Linked DNA regions of Mus musculus: region 1 is linked to region 2. Evidence: chromatin contacts called from public Hi-C data. All regions are on one chromosome and are shown on one strand. The core of a region is the stretch at or near the end of the contact, and the rest is flanking DNA. Distances in the headings are between cores, read along the strand shown. Region 1 has its middle 76 kb from the start of Gm41044. Region 2 has its middle 100 kb from the start of Gm41044.

Region 1 (4,019 bases), core at 241-2,740, 180 kb after region 2:
ATACTTTGCCTTGCAATTACAGCAAATTAATGAGGCCTCAGGAAGGGGCACAGGTATATATTGACTTGGCGATGGGAAAAATGCAGCTTTCCAGTAGTGAGGGAGGAGTCCGATGGAGCTTGAGACACAACCTTTCACCAAGGTAGCTCTCCAAAGTCATTCATTGCAAGTAGACGTTCAAGAGACTGCAGTGAGACACCAGTGGGGACATACTAATGAATGGCATGGATTTCAGGGGATGATGGGAAAAGTCTTCATGGTTATCATGTGCCAACAACATGCTGGAGCCTTGGTTCTTGTTTCATTGAATCCTCCCAACATTTCTGGGAAGTTAATGATGTCATTCTTATTTTATAGACAAGTGACTTATGACTCTGAGGGGCAAAAGCCTGTTGTGACTAGGAAGACAGCAGATGAGAGGTAATCATGGTGAATGTAAGTCTTAAATTCAGGTGCCAAAGATGACTTTTGCCTTAGTCCAAGCAGCCAATCCTTACACATTAACATGGAAAAGGAATCAGAAGAGGGAAACCTGAATCCTGACAGTAATGACAGAGGGAATAGCAGGTAAGGGTTGGACTCGGAGCTTCTGGTGTTATTCCATGTAAAAGCTAATTTTTATCGTCTCCTGTTTTATCCCTAAACAAACAAACAAACAAACAAACAAACAAACAAACAAAAATGCCGAGATTGCAATTAATTCCATTATGCATTTCTTTGCAGTAACATAAAAAACCTAATTTCATTTCATCTTTGTAAATGTGATGGACCACTGAAGGAGAAACACGCAGTTTTCATGGCTCCTGGGTACAAAAGACCCAAAGAATGGATGTGCACGAGTGATATGGGTTTCACCTTGAGAAACATAAGGCTTTGCAGTGGCCACCCCTCATTGGAGGGTGACAGTGAATTAGATGACAATGTGTTATTTATAGATGTGTATACAAAGGGGATTCTTTATGCAGTTGTAAGGTGAGACTGAGTGGCTTTCTAATTTTTTCAAGACTGAGTGGCTTCTAATTTTCAGGGGAAGTAGTCACATAGCATGATTAAGGATAGAGCTATGGAGTCAGATGAGGTTGGAATTTGAGTCCGGACTCCAACACCTGCCAGATGTGTGCTTTAGGCGAGTTACTTAACTTCTCCAAGTCTATGTTTCCTAATGTGCAAAAAGGAGTTCATTATACTTATCTCCGGGGGTGGGGGGAGGTGTTTTAAAGATTAGGTTAGCTAGTGCACAGACAGCACTTAGCTGGGAACTGGGCATATATTAAACAATCATAAATGGTGATTATTGCTCTTATTAGCATGGGGCCTCTGGGAGGTGAGTGGAAATGAATCCTATAGAAATCTCCTAACCCCCACCTTAACTCCCGGGCTCCCTCCTCCTCTGCTTGGCCTCAGCAACAGAAGATGACTGGAGAGCTGCCTGCCAAAGATGATGCACTCATGATGAATCAATTCCTCCCCCAGCAAATAACGAAGTTTGAGTTTCCTGTTTCCTGCCGGTGGCTTTGTGCACCCTGGACAGACAGTCAACTGCGCTAACGAGTCTTACTCCTCCAACTGCTCTGCAGGTTCTGGGTAATGAGCATGTGGATTTTGGCTGCCACAAAAGGAGGTCACCAGGGGTGTCTCCTTAGAACTGTGTAGCAACACATGTTACAGTTTTGGGCCTAGGTCTTCTGTAAACATGAACAGATGATAACGGAAGGGCGAATTTTATACAAAGATAAGAAAAGCAATAAGAAAACATACTTTTAAAAAATAGGAGTTATGAATCTAAACCTCATTTCTAGGTTACACAGTCATTTTTGATGCATAGTGAACATGTGTCTGTGTTGCAGTAAATCCCCAAACCCAATAAGCCCATGCAAAAACACATAACATAGTTATAATATAAGCCGCACACCACTACACTAACCTATTCCCCAGCTATGAGATCCCTTGCTATTTGTGGCTTCTCTAGACCATGTGGTTCTGCTCCATCTTCCTTTCACCTCTTCTCCCGCCCTCTGTCCTTCTTCTGTCATTCCCTACTCTTCCCCCACTCTCTAAAATCTCCAGCCCCACCTTTCCCTCCCATTGCCCAATCACAGACCGTAGCCTTTATTTGACCAGTTAGAATGAGAAGTTTCATATGAAATCACCTTAGTACTTGTTCCACTCCTCATCAGGGCAGCCCCTCTTGAAGCAGAATTACCATCAGAATACAAACAGCCAGAACATGCCTGTCTTCCAGCATGTAGCAGCTGAATTTGGTGATGCTACAACTATACCATGTCATGGGGCAGGATTAGGAGTGACCATTCTTCCCTGGACCGTATCACAACACTGACTAATAGTTCTGTCCTTGTTATCTTTATAATCATTACTATTCTCTTTACCAAAATTCAAAGCAAAATAATTTGCTCTCTGTTTGAAAAAGTGTTGCACTGAGAAAATGTTGTGGCATCAGATATCTGTCCTAAAAATGATGCCAGCCTACTGGTGGGCAACTCTGAATAAAAGCAGATTGCTAGCAACAGTAATGGCAAAACGCCTTCCTTTGATAGCTTATAGCCCAGGAGGTTTTCTTTAAGTCAATGGATCTTTTAAATTTTGCCAAGTGATTTGATTCCTATGACAACCATTCTTGTGTAGCAAAGGGTCTGCCATAAAAGCAGAGCTAGAGCGCGGAGGACTGATGTTTGTGAGTGCACCTCTTTGTCTCGGATGGTGAAGCATTTCCTCTTGGTGAAAATCGGCTGGTCAGCCAAGTGAACCTGAAGAAGTGGCTGGGAAGTTAGTAGGTATTAAGCAAGAGGGTTGATTTTGAAGCTGGATTATTGTGTGCTGTTGTCGCTAACCACACAATGACCTTACCAGGACTGTGCCCATCATGACCTGTGTTAGTGAGCAACAATTAGGAATGGTCAGACACCAACACCAACACCAAGACAAGAGGTATGTATGCCCCATGAACTCTGCTAGAGATAAGCATAACCATCTAGAAGTCCAAAGACTGCAGTTAACCCTGGCCATTCTCTGGATTCCCACTCATAAACACATCCATCCCAATCATCCTTATAAGCCTTCTCTTGTACTTTCTGAATCTCGCTCTCTCTTCCTCTCCCTCTCCCGCCCCCCTCACACACACACACACACACACACACACACACACACACACACACACACACACATTCAGTTAAAATAAATAATGCACTTGTGATTCAAATAGTTATGTTCTGATCTCAAACTTCCCTGAATAATTTTGGATTTGCTTCTGGGAAGTTATCTTCAATGATTCTGCTTTTTTCTCAGTTCTGCCTACATCTACCCCTCTATATTGTTTTGCCCAAATATATTTATGAATGTATTCCTATTATCTTCACAAAGCTTATCTCAATTTTTTAAATTAAATTTGTCTGACATCTGTTAAAGTAACATTCTTTCAAAGACAAAAGTTGTCACTTTCCAACAAATGTGCAGGCAGACCTTATGGTTTTACTTAGCACATTGATTAGTGATTTCGTGAAAACCAGTGCATATAGTATTTGAAACTGTCTTGTATGGTCAATACTATAACATCAGAAACAATGATAAGTTTTGATACAGATGACATTTCTTGGTCAGACACAATACAGCTCACTCTGTGACAGTAACTATTTACTTCTCATTGTAACTACTGGTATGATTAATGGATGAAAAGCACCATATTAAAATTTACAATGACAGAGTGGTTAATCCCTGCAAAAAGTACAGCCTCATGACTCTACAGTACTGACACTATGCCCAGTAATAGAAAGTTGTCATTTGTCAGAAGCTATCTAGAATCTCTCACCTGCAAAACAAAACAAACACAAAACAAGCAACAAGCAAACCACTCCCCCTAAATATCCTTAAAAATGTCTTACTAAATTTCTCATCAATATTTCTTCTTTCTTCTGCCATGCCTTTACACAGTCAAAGCACTAGAAAGACATGTGTTTTTGCTGCTGTGTGCCCACTTCCTGCTTATTCTCCAATGCACTCCAGTA
Region 2 (3,652 bases), core at 344-2,843:
GTCCGATTTTTGTATGTACTAAATTAGTTACTTTTTAAAAGTGCCTCGATTTTTTTTTATGCCTTTCCTTTGTTAAGTTTTGTTTTTTTCTATACTTTCCCACCAGTGACCCACGCTTAGTCTTTTCTCACACTTTGCGTACATGTTTCACTTTTTTTTCCCTGGAAAGCACCCTCTAAGAACTTTGTTCTCTATTCTGAGCCAGTGACCCCTGCTTACCACCTATGGGACCTCACTTGATCGCCACTTGATGATGTGACTATGATTCCGGGAACCTTTACTTGGCAGCCATTTGTGAAACATACTGGGATCAGAACAAAATGGAAAGAGGAACGATGTGCGTCCGTGGGCTTTTGAATGAGCTCAGGCTTGGGAATACCGGCAGGCTTTCGGACTCTCATAGCTCTCAGTAACAGGTTTGGAAGGCCCCCTCTTCTTCTTTCTGTGTTACTCGGGGTTCAGTCACATGAGCGGTGACTCTGGGAGTTACAGGACAACATAAGTACTTCCTAACTAGATTGCACAGTTGTGGGAAATGAGGGGAAGCTGGGGGACAGATCAGAGGCCTTCCTAGCTAGTCACTCAAGAAGCCAGGCACGTCCAGACATAGAAATGTGGAGGTAAAAGGGTGGGGAAAGCCTGTGGCTCTCAAGTATGTGATGATTGCTGAGGGGGCAGCCTCATTTCCGGTGGTCACCAGTGTAGAATACAGGCTGAGCATCAGAGGAGAGCCAGGGTAAATAAACTAGGTCCCCCTGGCATTCAGCGTCTGTTGCTTTCAACAACTGCAGTGACCTCCAGAGGGCCGAGGCTACTGCCCTTCTGTCTCCAAGTTTGAAACTGGTACCTATGTTTGGCCAATTTAGAGCCATTTGGATAAATGGAACATAATTTTAGCTTAATGAAACTGATTCTTATGGGTATGGCCCTAACCTCCTTGACTTTCCATGTCTTGATTCCCAGTAGCTCAGAAGGTGACAGTATTCAGAGACAGGGCCAGCAGAGAGACTGTGAAGCTCAGAAGAGGCCATTAGGATAGACTCTAACCAGTGCGACTAGTGGCCTTCTAAGAAATGTTGACATTTGTGTCAAAGGGATGACTATATGAACTCAGGACAGCCAGCCTCAAACCAAGGAGGGGACCTCAGGAGAAACCAACTCTGCAACACCTGATGTGTAACTTCTTATGTGGCTGGAATTGTAAAAGATGGATTTCTCTGTATAAGCCTCTTAGTCAATGCTATTTGTTTTATTATCCTGTTAGACTAATGCACTGAGCAATCCAGCACAATGACTTACACTTCTTATGCCAGAGTTTGCATTCTAGTTTCAATATTGATGTTGTTATTAATGAAGGCTTTGCAGCAAACATTGATGCAGCAGACAGCCTGGTGAGATAGATACTATTCATTATGTTTTTAATGGATGAATAAAATGAAGCATAGCTAACTCAGCTAACTTGCTTCAGTAATGTACAGAAATGCACAGTAATGAAGCTAGAATCCAAACCCTGGCAGCTTATTTCCAGTCCTTCCTCCCCTTGGGTCTCGCTGACCTCCAGGACACCTGACCTTTCTTTCCACTTCAGCAGCGTCACTCTGTTCGTGGCACATCTTGGTTTAATCTTCCCCTTTTAGGTCATGAATCTAACTTCCCTGTCCTTTTAGTGGATTTCTGCTTTTGTTCACGGGGCAATCTGCCAGGGAACCCAAGTTTAGTCTTGGTGCACATATGGTTCCCCAACCACAGCAGGACTGTGATGACAAATGCATATTTCCCCTGGGAGTAGAGACTCATCATGTGATACAGGATTGCTCACATGGAGAAAAAGACCCGGGTAGTCAACAATCACTTCTAGAACAAAACTAGGTTTCTATGTCATCTTTCACAGTGGTTAGGGGTGTCCCACTCTGAGGTCACCTGAGTACCAGTTGATGTTAGCACCTATCTTGAAGTTCAAGAAATCACATATTTGTGAAGCTACTATTTTTGTATCAAGCATCAATGAATCTGCTTAAACCAAAAAGATATGTGTATATGAATGGCCAGAGTTCCCAAGATGGCAGATTCAACTTCATTTGGAGTAAAGAGGCAAGAGAAAGCCACTAGACATGCCAAAGAACCCATGAACACAGAGTTCTCACTTCCCATTGCTGACAGATTGAATTATAATTATCCATCCTGATTTCAGAAACAGTCCATACAGTGTGAAGTTGAATCCTTTCCTGACATTAAAAACACACATTCCTTTCTCATTTTAAAAGATGCAAATGATGCCCAATGCATACCCTGTCTCAGTAGGAAAAGCGATAGCCAGCTAGAACTCTGATATCAGATATAGAACCGTATGATTTGGAGTTTGCCCAGCTGGGTTTCAGTCTTGCTTTGGTCCAGGATTTCCTCATGTTGCCCCAACGCCTCCCTTTTGGGAAGGTAACGTATATTCTGTCTCATTGTAATTTGGACATATGTAACTCACTTTTTGATTTTACAGGGGGCTACAATTAAGACAGTACTTTGATTCTCAGGGCACTGTGTTGAGACTATTACAGAATATAGCTTTTGAAGTTAAGCTAAATAAACTTTGCATTATATTATGGCCAAAAACCTAAGGGGGCTACGGAGTGAAATGAGGAGCTTGGATGTGAATATTCCCTCTAAGCTAAAATATTTGAACATCTGGTCCCCAGTTCATGGAACTGTTTGGGAAAGCTTAGTAGGTGTGGTCTTGTTAAATTGTGCCACTAGAAACAGGCTTTGGAGGGTAAAACAGTTATATGATTCCCACTGTGCCAGTGTGCTTGTGCTTCTCTCTGTCTCTCTCTGTCTCTGTCTCTGTCTCTGTCTCTCTCTTTCTCCCCCCACCTCCACTACCCCTGCCCTCTTTGATCAAGATGTAAGCTCTCAGTTGTTCCTTTTGTGAACTCCAATCCTTGAAAACCATAAACTAAATAAAATTCCTTTTTTTTTCTCCTGTAAATTGACTTGATCATGGTGTTTAGTTACAGTAATAGACAGTAACTAGGACAATTGGCAACTCCGAACTTCATTTATGTCATATTGCTACATGATAAAACTTTGTTAACACTTTCCTTTTGTTCTATACTTGGCTTCAAAAATACTTGGGAATGAAAATGGAAATAGTGTTACAAAGAGAAAACTCTAGTGAAGGCATTCTAGTTAGGAGTGCCTTCATGGCCTGTCCCGTCTACTGTCTGTCAATCGCATGGGCTCCCATGCTTGGTATGATAAGTTGTGTCTGCTTAACAGTTGGAAGAGGAGGCTGTATGCTTTCACTGTGCAATGGGCCTCTGAAAAAGATGCTCCTGCTTAGGAGTTGTCTCCATGCCAGTTCTCCTTGGCATGAATACAGACTGGAGCAGGATTGCAGTGTACGAAAGGGTAGAGAATGGATAGCTCAGGCTCTTTGAGCCACAGTCGCTTGTCTCTGTTCTATGGCTGTAACTTAAAAGCACCTACTAAGGCTAGGGATGTAGCTCAGTGGCTTGTGTACAGCCTTACGGTGCCATCTCCCACACCTCACATCCACAGGAAAGGTAGATAAATTAGTGCATTTTGTGAAATTTATTCATAAAAACAAATAGAGGGAACTCTACTCATGGACTGTAGTTTGCAAACCCTGAACCAAATA

Evidence for each region. Hi-C and Micro-C count contacts between places; a contact is called where the count stands out from the background.
Region 1: a Hi-C map of bone marrow-derived macrophages shows a contact between it and region 2, with 21 read pairs. The contact joins two enhancer-like sites. A contact is called at or near these places in 4 of 484 Hi-C or Micro-C datasets (bone marrow-derived macrophages, liver, macrophages and 1 more).

Annotation. Positions count from the first base shown.
Region 1 is chr13:102,088,266-102,092,284 of GRCm38.p6, forward strand. No RefSeq gene overlaps it. Among named protein-coding and RNA genes, the nearest start is that of Gm41044, 76 kb to the left of the region's middle. Within about 2 kb of position 1,491, at least 40 of the 459 cell types and tissues checked have an H3K27ac peak or open chromatin away from gene starts, as enhancers often do. A contact at or near this core is called in bone marrow-derived macrophages, where this site is marked.
Region 2 is chr13:101,907,523-101,911,174 of GRCm38.p6, forward strand. No RefSeq gene overlaps it. Among named protein-coding and RNA genes, the nearest start is that of Gm41044, 100 kb to the right of the region's middle. Within about 2 kb of position 1,594, at least 31 of the 459 cell types and tissues checked have an H3K27ac peak or open chromatin away from gene starts, as enhancers often do. A contact at or near this core is called in bone marrow-derived macrophages, where this site is marked.